2 separate regions of the Mus musculus genome follow, and region 2 is linked to region 1. A link is a contact called in public HiChIP or PLAC-seq data. All regions are on one chromosome and are shown on one strand. Each heading gives the region's core, a stretch centred on a gene start, on an enhancer-like site or on the middle of the called end of the contact. The rest is flanking DNA. Distances are from core to core; before and after follow the strand shown.

Region 1 (5,460 bases), core at 1,988-4,487:
CTGGCCATTAGATGTCACTGTTAGTCTACTTCTGCCTTCACTAATCTGGTGTATGTGAGTGTGAGCAGTTCTGAGTATCAGGTACATGCATTCTGGGACGCACCTCTGAGGTAGCAGTGCACACTCCCTGAGTCCCCACATACAGTATGTGGGAGACATGGACTGTGAGGGCTACACTGGGAAGCTGTTCAGTTTGGTCAGGAATTCACCTCTTTCCAATGAAATAGAATTTAAAATAATTGGTTAAGGGGCTGGGGAGATGTCTCTATAGGTAGCAAAGCTTGCCGTGCAAGCTGGAGGACCTGGGTTTGAACCCCAGGACCCTGTAAAAAAGCTGGGTGTGGCCATGTGTGCACTTGTGACCACAGTAGTGTAGGAGGTGGAGTTAGGAGGGTCCCTAGGGCTCACTGGCTGCCAGCCCAGCTCAGGTTCACTGAGTCTCAAGGGATAATGTGGCACGCTGACAACTGATGCCCATTTTTGGCCTCTGCACACAGACCCTTGTATCTGCATGGGCATTTGTACACACACACACACACACACACACACACACACACGCTCCCTTTAATAAATAAATGGCAGGTTCTGAAGTCATAAACTTGATCTCTCTGTTAAGTCTATGCCATTTACTACAATTAGTAACTGTTTGTGTTATAAATACTGAAGATTTATTATTATTTGAAATTAAAAATCATTTTTCTATCGCTGTGAATTGGGCACGGGAATTGTAATCTCTGGTGCTTGTATCGTTTTCTGTAACTTCATCCAGGATCTCGTTCCCTAGAAGTCAAATCCAGTTTGAGACTATTTCTAACGGCTTCTTTCTGGGTGTGGTGGGCATGCCTTTAATCCTGGCATTTGGGAGGCTAAGGCTGGAGGACCATGGATTTCAAACCAGCCTGGGTTGCATAACAAGTACTAGACCAGCCTAGACTACTGCCAAGAGCCTTCTATAAATGAATAAATAATAAATTAATGTTTCTGCTTTTTGGAAAAAGTCATCCATTAAATAGGTATTGAATGTTGAATTTCTGTCAGTGAGATATGTTTTTAACTTGACACTTTGTGTATCAAATGCTGCCTTTCTAGCAGGTGGCACTTCTCTGACTGAGACTTCTAGAAACCAGAGGAAACCTGGCTTGCTTTAAAATCTGAAGTTCAAATGAATGTTATAGACTGGGATTGATGCGAGACTGGATGAGTAGCCCAATGAAAAGCAATGCATTGCAAAACCCAATGCAAACTGGAAAAGACTACAAGAAAATAAAGCTAACATCTCGCAAATAACCAAGAAAGAAATAGATTAGCCAAAAAATGATGTTTCTAGGAAATGAATTGCAAATCTTTAATTCAGTTTTTATTTAAAAAGAAATTCTAGATGGATTAATGTTACAATGTAAACATCATTTTAAAATACTTTTACTTGGGGCTTGAGAGATGGCTCAGTGGTTAAGAGTACTGACTGCTCTTCCAGAGGTCCTGAGTTCAATTCCCACCAACCACATGTTGGCTGGGAACCATCTGTAATGGGATCCAATGCCCTCTTCTGGTGTGTCTGAAGACAGCTACTCTGTACACATATTCATAAAATAAATAAAATAAATAAATAATTCTTAAAAAATTATTTAACTTGCTGGATGTAGTGGCACACACCTTTCCTCCCAACTCTTGGAAGTCAGAGAGAGACAGGTGGATCTCTGTGACTTCGAGACTAGCCTCATCTACATAGTGAGTTCCAAGGTTACACTGTGAGACTCTGTCTCAAAAATATACATAATTTTGTATGTATGTATGTATGTATGTATGCATGCATGTGTGTATATATGTATGTATGCATGTATGTGTGAGGGGTGCAGTGATGGGCATTGTGGTAACCATACAGAGCTAGATGACAACCTGTGGAAGCTGGTTCTCTCTTCCCACCATGTGGATCCCAGGGAATGGAATTTAGAACTTCAGACTCAACAACATGTTCTCTACCAGTTGGGCCATCTTCTCATCTCATAAAAACATGAGCTCATGTCCTCAGAGGAGATGCTACAGAGGGGAAACGGTGATAAATATGACCTTGAAAATGGTCCGTAGACTGTGTTGCCTAGTTTTGTGTCTCCTTGACACCAGCTAGAGTCATTTGGGAAGCAGGAGCCTCAAGTGAGAGAAAATGGCCCCTGCGGGCAAGCCTGTGCTACATTTTCTTGATTGATAATCAATGTGGGAGGGTCCAGCTCACTGTGAGTGGTGCCACCCCCTTTGCTAGTGGTCCCACATACTATAAGAAAGTAGGCTGAGCAAGCCATGGGGAGCAAGCCAGTAAGCAGCGTCCTTCCGTGGCCTCTGTATCAGGTCCTGCCTCTTAAGTTCCAGCCCCACTTGATTTCCTGTCCTGATTTCCCTTGATGGTGGACTATGATGTGAGACTATGAGCTGAAATAATCTGCCCCCCCCCCGCCCCCATGTGCTTATGGTTTTCATCACAGTAATGAAAACCCTGAATAAGGCACAGACCTAAAGGAAAGGTAACAAACTGAATACATATGTTAAGTATGTTAAATGACAGATTAAAAAGTTGCTAACCTAACTGAAGAACTCTTGAGGACTTGGAGAGATGGACACAGGAGGATCCCTAGGGCTCACTAGCCAGCCAGGCTAGCCAGATGCTGGGCTCCAGGATCAGTGAGGTCCTGTCTCAAACAAGTAAGGTAGAGGAGCTGGAGAGATGGCATAGTGGCTAAGAGTACACACTGCTCTTATAGAAGACCCAAGTTTAGTTCCTAACACTCATGTTGGCAGCTTACAACTTCCTATAGCTCCAACTCTTGTGCCTTCTTCTCACTCACAATCAAGACACACACACACACACACACACACACACACACACACATATGAACCTGCACACACATGTGCACATACCATAAGACAAACATGCAGACAACCTTGTAGTTAGTATAGAAAAGATGAATGTAAATGATCCTCTACAGATCCTAGAGTGAAGGAACAGTTAGCGTGCCAAAAAGACCTCCACACAACTGGTAGGGTAGCAGTGTTGAGATAGATGCTTTCTACATAGCAGAGCCAAGAAACTGAGTCACACCCTAGCCCCCAAGGCTTGGGCTCAGAGCTTGTCTGTCCCTTATGTCCACCCAGGTGACCTCGACAACCATGTTGTCCCTGTGTCTGTGTGTGTGCACATATGGAGCAGTCCTTACAAGACTGGTAGTCATGCATAAAATTGGTAAGCCCCAGGGAGGTTACTCCTGCACATCTGCTAAGTGCACGCACTTCCTCTCATGTTCTGTAGTCAGGGCAACTTCCTCTTATATCTTTTAAGTCAATAGAAACCTGCCTCCTCAGGTCTACCTTCTTCCTACAGGGTGGAACGGTTCCCTCCTGTGTTCCCAGTCGCATTCACTGATGTGGACATTTGTCCATGAATGGAGAATAAACTGTGACGACCTCCTCCTCTAAAACTCATACATGGGGCTCATGGGGCTGAAGCTCAGCAGTTAGCGCACCGGGCACTTTTCCAGAAGACTGGAGTCTGCATCCCGGCACCAGTTGGCTGGCTCTCACACAAGTGCCTGGAACTCCAGCTCCAGGGCATTGAATGCCCTCTTTCTGGCCACTGCCTGTACCCACCCCCTGACACACATGTGCACACTCACACACATAACAATATTTGGATATTTTTTTAAAATAGCAAAATGTACATGATCCGTGTCTAAGTCTGCATGGAGGAAGGATCGCATGCCAGAGTTATAGAGATGCTGTCTTGGATGACTGATTTTTTTTTCCTTCTCTGTGTTCTCTGATTATTCTTGTGATTTATATCCTTTCCTATAATTAAGACCATTTTTTAAAAAAAGTTGTGTGTGTGTGTGTGTGTGTGTGTGTGTGTGTGTACTGCACATGGGAGCATGTCCGGGAGTTGTGTGAGTGCGTTAGAGGCGAGCAGCTGATGACAGGTACCTTCCTCAGTCTTCATCTTATTTTTGACACCAGGTCTCCTATTGAAGCTAGAAGCAAGTAGGCTCAGGCAGCCAGCCAGCGAGCCCCAGAAACCTGCCTGTACCCATTCTTCCGGTGCTGGGGTTACAAGAATGTGCCATTCCATCTGGCCTTTTTAAAATGTGGATTTGGGGGATAGAACTTGTGTTTTGATGCTTACAAAGCAAACACTTTAGCCATTCTTGTTTTAATGCTTTGATCAGAGTTTGATCAAATCAGGTCCTTTTTGTGGGTTTATCTCTGGGCTTGGAGTGATCCAGGGATCCCCAAAATGCCCTCTAGAGCTGGCAAGGCAGCATGTGGGTCCCTCCCTAGAAACAATTTCCTCTGCTTCCTAGAGCTGTGTTCTTGTCCTCTGGGGAGCGAGCCTTGGTTATAGCCCGGGGAGGACACGAGGTCCCCGGAGAGCAACAGGAAATTACCAGTGGGAGTGGAGTTGTCAAGTGTGATTTTCCCAGGGAATTTTCCTTCCCGCCTGCGTCTGGCTGGGCTTCGGAGAGGTTTAAGAGCAGAGCTGAAAGTCAGCTCTCACTCCCCTTGCACTCCTTGATCTCTTGAAGAGCTGTCAGTCGGCTATCACAGCCAGTTGCCATGGGAATAACGCAGTGTGATAAATATGTCACTCTGACTTTCTGCAGGAGTTGGAGAAGAAGGGCCGGGCCGGAAGGGGGACGGGGAGAGCAGACCAAGACTCCGTTCCTCTACAGCCTTCCGCTCTACTGGGACCCTGTGCTACCTTCCACACTGGACACAGGCACCCATTTTTGTTTGTGGACTTGTATGAATAAAATAATTTGCTTCGGGGCTGGGAAGCTCACTTGCTGAGCATGAACATTTGTCAAGGACCTGAGGTCCCTAGCACCCATGTAGAAAGGTGGGTGTGCCCACCCACACTCACCTATAATCCCAGAGCTGTTGGGACAAAGACAGGAGATTGCTGAGGCCTGCCCACCGCCAGCCTAGCCCAGGTTAACTGAGAGACCTCAAATAAGGCAGACTGATGGGACAGGACATCAGCACCCTTCTCTGACCTCTATGTGCAATGTATGCAAATATCACACACACCTATGGACACACATCAGAAAGAGAAATACGATTTCCTCCAGGAAGGAAGGGGGAGTTTGGCCAAGACATATAACTTATATGACTTAAAGGTTGTCCTTGATCATTTGGTGAAGTTTTGAGGACTAATTCACCTCAGAAAGAAAAGCATTTGTAGGCTTCTGCAGCGATATTTTATGTTTCATTTTTCTCTGTGTGTCTGCTGTTCCCCTTAGAATCTGTTCTGTTTTGAGAAGGACTCCGTGCCTTAGTGGCGCTCATAGGGCAGCTCGAGCTTTACTGTAAAGAAAGTGGGGCACACCAGCGCTGCGACTCTGGGGAAGGGCTCGCACCAACCTTGTTCTGTAATAATCCCGTGACTCCCCTGGGGTTAGTTTTCATTTTACATGTCAC
Region 2 (5,460 bases), core at 1,062-3,561, 120 kb after region 1:
ACTCACTCTGTAGATCAGACTAGCTTCAAACTCAGATCTGCCTGATTGGGGCTCCCGAGTGCTGGGATTAAAGGTGTGCACCACTAACATCTGGCTAAACTCTTTCTAAAGCTCCATTTTGTTAGTTATTTTGTTGTAGTCATGAGAAAACTGATGCAACTGTCTTAGCTATGGTTCCATTGCTGTGAAGAGATACCACGACCAAGGCAACTCTGATAAAAGAAAACATCTAACTGGGACTGGCTTTCAGTTTCAGAGGTTTAATCTATTATCATGATGGGAAGCACAGCTGCATGGAAGCAAACATGATGTAGAGACTACATCTGGCTCTGAAGGCAGCCAGGAGGAGACTAGAATATCACACTGGGAGGAGCCTAAGCATAGGAAATCTCAAAGCCCATCCCTATACGGACACACCATACCCACAAGGCCACACTCAGTCCAGGAAGGCCACACCTCCTAATAGTGCCACTGCCTGTAGGCCAACTATTCAAACACAAGAGTCTATGGGGGAGGGGGCAAACCTACTCAAACCACCACAGCAACATACAATAAATAAGGCGAAGGGACAGCCAATGCCTCATTGTGGGGCTTTCTGTTACTGGTACGACACAGAAATCACCTGACCATCTTCTGCACATGACTATGAAAACGCTGTCTCTCTCATGGAGTTTCCCAACCAGTCAGAAGGTCTTGCTCAGGTCAGTGAGATGGCTTTGTGGATAAGGGCTCTTCCAGCCAAGCCTGATGACTTTGTAAGACCCCAACCTTCGGTCATTGGTATTACTTTGAGGATCCCCCAAGTGAGACCCTGAAATGCAGATCGATGCAAAAGTAAGAGGTTTATTTTCCAGTGTGCCTACGTCGACCTTCAATTAGTCCCTCAAGGCAAGTGACTAGAAGGCCACCCCAATGGCTATTACAGGTTACATCAGCAAGGTTACAGATCAAAGTTATTGGCTAAGCATATTGACCTTTAAATCTATTGGCTAGCAAGCATGACACGCATTTGAACTCTACCTGGGACTTTCCATATGGTCAGGTGACTATCAGTCAGTACATTCTGAGATTTTTTTTTTTAACTCTAGAATATTCCTCTGGGTGGAGAATGAAACTTGGCCTAGCCTTGTCCCTAGGCGGGAGGGCGAAGCTGTAAGGAGGGACAAAAGCCCTTTAGAGTCCCTCAACTTGAGTTCAAATCCTAGAAGAAGCAAGGGAGGAGGAGAGAACCGATTCTCACAAGCTGTCCTCTGAGTGCCAAATGCTTGCAGCTGCATGCATACTCCCACAAAATGTCTTTCTTCACCATTGGTTTAGTGGAGGTCCACTTACTTCTTGCCTGAAAACCTCTGTTGGGGGCCATCTTCCAGGATGATAGGGACGTTCTCACAGGATCCAGACCAGCAGTGCTTTGGAGCAGGCCCAACAGGAGGTCTGTTTATCTTCTCACAGTTCAGCCTTCCAGCTGAGACCCTGGGTGGGCCATTTGACTCCTATCCTTCCGTGCTGCTTTGACCTTCTTCCTCTAGCAGCTTCTGTTTGTCTGAGGCCACAGGATCAGCCACCCCACCAGGAGAGGAGAAAACAAGCATCGAGGAGGCCAAGCTGACTCTATTACAGGCTTAGAAGACTAGGCCTATATTTCTGTTTCCAAGAACTGGGCAAATCCAGGCAAGTTCAGGCCTCAGAAGCTGCCCCACCACCCAAGGCAAGGACAGTGTGTCAGTGGCAGTTTCCAGACTTTCTCAACAACAGTTTCCAGACTTCCCCAGCAACAGTTTCCAGCCCCCCCACCCCTGCCCTGCAATGATTCTGGGATGTCCTTAGTGATAGAGCCAAGATTAAGATAGAGGTCACTTACCCTTCCCCAGAATTTCCCTAATGTGCTTTAAATCAGGCCTGTGAGCTCACTTCAGTGTCTCTCCATCTTTGTAGGTGGTAGACCGACCACAGCATGCTGGACTTCTGCAGAATAAAACACTCTTTACATTTACATACTATTTGAACCTGGAATATCACTCTTAAGTGAATCATGGTCCCTTACAGCAGGTGATTGGGTGCCCCTCCCATTCTTCACATACACAGAGACAACACTACGATGGTAAATGTCACATATCACTTTAATATCATGACATCACCACAGAGAGGACCAAGCCACATGAGCCTTGGGGGGCAAACCACATCTGTTGTAGTTTGAACATGAAATGTTCCTTACACATGTCTGAATACTTGCTTGTTGGCTGGTAGTGCTGTTTGGGAAAGCTGCCAAACCTTTAGGAGGTAGAGGAAGTATGCCACTGGGGGTGGGCTTTGAAGGCTTATAGCTTGACCTCACTTCCTGTTTTTCTGCTCTCTGCTTCCTGACTGCTAGTCTGACCTCATGCTCATTCGGTTTGTTTTGCTTGTCCTGCCATAATGGACTATATTCCCCCTGAAAGTGAGGTAAAGTAAAACCCATATTCCCCATGTTGCTTTGTGTCTGATATGCTATTGTCATTGAGACAGAAAAGTAACTAAGGCAACACTCAAGCCAGGCAGTCTCCATAGGGCTTCAGTGGTAGCTTCCACTTCTGTTGCTCTGTTGTCCTCTGCTTCTTTTGAATTCCTCCATCTCTCCTTCTCTCCCTTCCCCTTCATTCAAGGCCACACACAGCTGTATGTCTGCCTCTGAAGAGTGTGAGCACTCTGTTGAGGCAGTCAGTATCCCCGAGTCCCTGTCCCCTGACAGAGATTAGGAAATGGGTGCATCCCTCCTTAAAACAAGAACAAAAAGCAAACGTTCTGTCTTTCTTTTCATTTCCCTCTCTCTCTCTCTCTCTTTCTTTCTTTCCTTTTTTTATTTTTATTTTTTTGAGGCCAGGTCTCCCACATCCTAGGCTGGCCTCAGACCTATTCTGTAGCCAAGAATGACTTTGAACTTGCATTCCTCCTATATCTCCTTCCCAATTGCTGGAATTACAGTTGTGTGTCACCATGTCCAGTTTTATAGAATGCTGGTGATCAAACCCAGGGCTATACACCTTGTAGGCAGGTGTTCTGCTGACTGGTATATGTCTCCAGCTCCTCCTTGCTTCTTTTTGTTTTAACCTAAAATAGCTTTTGTTTTGTGGGGTAAAGATGGATCAATATCACTGCCAACAGCTGTGGCTTGACTTTTTTATTTTCCAGTTAACAACCACTTTTTAAAATGTTTAGTTTTAAAAATTAATTGATCTATCTATCTATCTATCTATCTATCTACCTATCTATCACCTATCTACCTGTGTCTGTGTACTTTTGTATGTGTGAGGGCACAGGGCACATGCACATCATGCCTTGCACATGGAGGTCAGAGGACAACTTGGAGGAGAGATCTCTCCTTCTACCATCTGAGTCCTAGGATTTGAACTTAGATCCTCAGGCTTGGTGGCAAGTCCTTTCATCCACTAAGCCAGTCCTTAATTATTTCTTGGCGTCGCCTTAAAAAGCAGAATGTCTACTGCTGGGGATGTAGTTCACTGGATGGGCACTTGACCAACATGCCTGAGTCCTCCGTTCAATCCCTAGCATGGGGTTGGGGGAGCAGAAGTTGTTCCCTTTGTTCCCTCTTGTTCTTTGCCTGTCCTTGCATTCCTCGGAGAGCAGAAGCTGTCTCAGTCTTCCACCTGTGAACCTGCCTCCTTCCTGGCATCATTAAGACAGGATGGATGGCTCAGCTGCACACCCCGTGCCTCTGCAGCCACTTGATGCAGCAGAGAGCTTTGCCCTTGAAAGACAATCGTTTCAGGATGATAGAACAGTACAGGCTGAAGTCTTCCTTTTGGAGCCTTAAAAAAGGGGAGAAAAATATAAGAATGAACACATGATTAGACTTGAAGAGAAATCAGGGAGACCTCTTGGCTCATGTGTATTCAGGATTTCCAACATGGGAGTAGATGAGGGGCCTAGAGGTCAAGTTGGGGGATGCAACCTTTCCTCTTTGTAGGTATACGTGTGAAAAGAGTACACTTTCTTATCACACAAACATGGCTATTTACAACATGTACATTAAGTTCCAAGTCTACAATTAAACCAAGACATACTAACAACCCCTGATGTCGACAACATTAAAACAGTATTTTTGATGTTGTTCTTTTGAGATTTCTCTCCTGGATGACATAAATAGCACTTGTCTCTCTCTATAAATTCCCAAGAACACACCAAACTATGTTTCTATTCAAGGGTTCACCCCAGAAAACCAGCGAGTTTATTAGGCTTATTTACAGAGGTGTTGCTTACAGAAGCATGGGTGACCCCAAAGCAGTACACTGGGTCTCCCCGCAGCATGGATAATGGTTTCTCCAGAGCTGCATAACTTCATGCAGTATGCACACTATGGAGCCATTCTGGATCCCGAGGCAGACTTACATGTGAACTCTCCTCATGACGCTCTTCTGTCAGAGACTGTTAACAGTCCATCGTGGTGAACTCTTGCAAAGCAGGTATAGCTGGTTGGTCTGTGGATAATGGCGGCTGTTTTGCTTGGAGAACTGTTCTATTAGAACCAGCCATAAACAAACGAGAAACTAAAAAGTCACCACCAGGTTTTCACAACCCTCACATTTCCCCATACTCACACACCTCCATCTTACCTAGATGGAGACTTTGTAGACCAGGCTGGCCTCGAACTCAGAAATCCACCTGCCTCTGCCTCCCAAGTGCTGGGATTAAAGGCGTGTGCCACCACACCCGGCTGAAACACACTTATTAGAAAAAAATGATTAAACACTATACTCAGATGCAGAATTTCACTAACAGTAGGCCACTAGCCAGCAGTAGCTATGACTTTTGCTAAAAGTGAATGGAATTATAAATGCAATTCTTGGGTCACACTGAACACACTTTAAGGGCTCAACAGTCCCATGTGGCTGATGAGGGACATAGATATTTCCATTGGGACTGTAAAGCCTTTTGGAGCGTATTCTGGCACGTAGCAGGCAGAGCAGTAAGAATCATACACAGAGGTGTGTGTCAGCACACATGTGTAGTACTGTATCAATAAGCCAAAAGCTTAGGCCCCCAACAGACCACTGAACAGAAACGTCTTCAACAACAAATGTTATCAATGAGGAAAGGCGAGTCCACTGGAGGGACGGCTTGGCAGGTAGAGGTGCTGTTGTGGATCCTGGTGACCTGAGTCCAGCCCCTTGACCCACATAGAATAATTAGAGATCCAACTGCTGCAAGATGTCCTCTGATGTTCAAGCACGAAAGCGTGCTGTGGATGTAAATAAATAAATAATAAATCTAGAACAATTTATGTAAAAAGAATAGGTACAATAGATATGGAAAGAGATACAACTTGGAATACAGAAGAGCGTCCCATAGTATTATCTACCAAGGTATTATCAGAGGGGTGGTTTCCTGATCTTATAGAGGACCATAGTTAGGTTACCAGCACCCATTTCTGGCAATTTACGACCACCTGTATCTCCCACTTCA

The links. HiChIP or PLAC-seq counts read pairs in DNA pulled down with a chosen protein or histone mark.
Region 2: a RAD21 HiChIP or PLAC-seq map of pro-B cells shows a contact between it and region 1, with 4 times the contacts expected there. The contact joins two enhancer-like sites. A contact is called at or near these places in 1 of 39 promoter capture datasets (the 3T3-L1 cell line), 3 of 15 datasets of contacts at CTCF or cohesin (the G1E-ER4 cell line, the NIH/3T3 cell line and pro-B cells), 14 of 484 Hi-C or Micro-C datasets (the AML12 cell line, the N1E-115 cell line, the NIH/3T3 cell line and 7 more) and 2 of 115 datasets of contacts at active chromatin or transcription factors (bone marrow-derived macrophages and embryonic stem cells).

What each region holds. Positions count from the first base shown.
Region 1 is chr1:120,171,969-120,177,428 of GRCm38.p6, forward strand. All of the region lies in intron 5 of 3110009E18Rik (RIKEN cDNA 3110009E18 gene), which reads left to right. Among named protein-coding and RNA genes, the nearest start is that of 3110009E18Rik, 54 kb to the left of the region's middle. Within about 2 kb of position 3,238, at least 30 of the 459 cell types and tissues checked have an H3K27ac peak or open chromatin away from gene starts, as enhancers often do. A contact at or near this core is called in pro-B cells, where this site is marked.
Region 2 is chr1:120,291,665-120,297,124 of GRCm38.p6, forward strand. No RefSeq gene overlaps it. Among named protein-coding and RNA genes, the nearest start is that of Steap3, 36 kb to the left of the region's middle. Within about 2 kb of position 2,312, at least 57 of the 459 cell types and tissues checked have an H3K27ac peak or open chromatin away from gene starts, as enhancers often do. A contact at or near this core is called in pro-B cells, where this site is marked.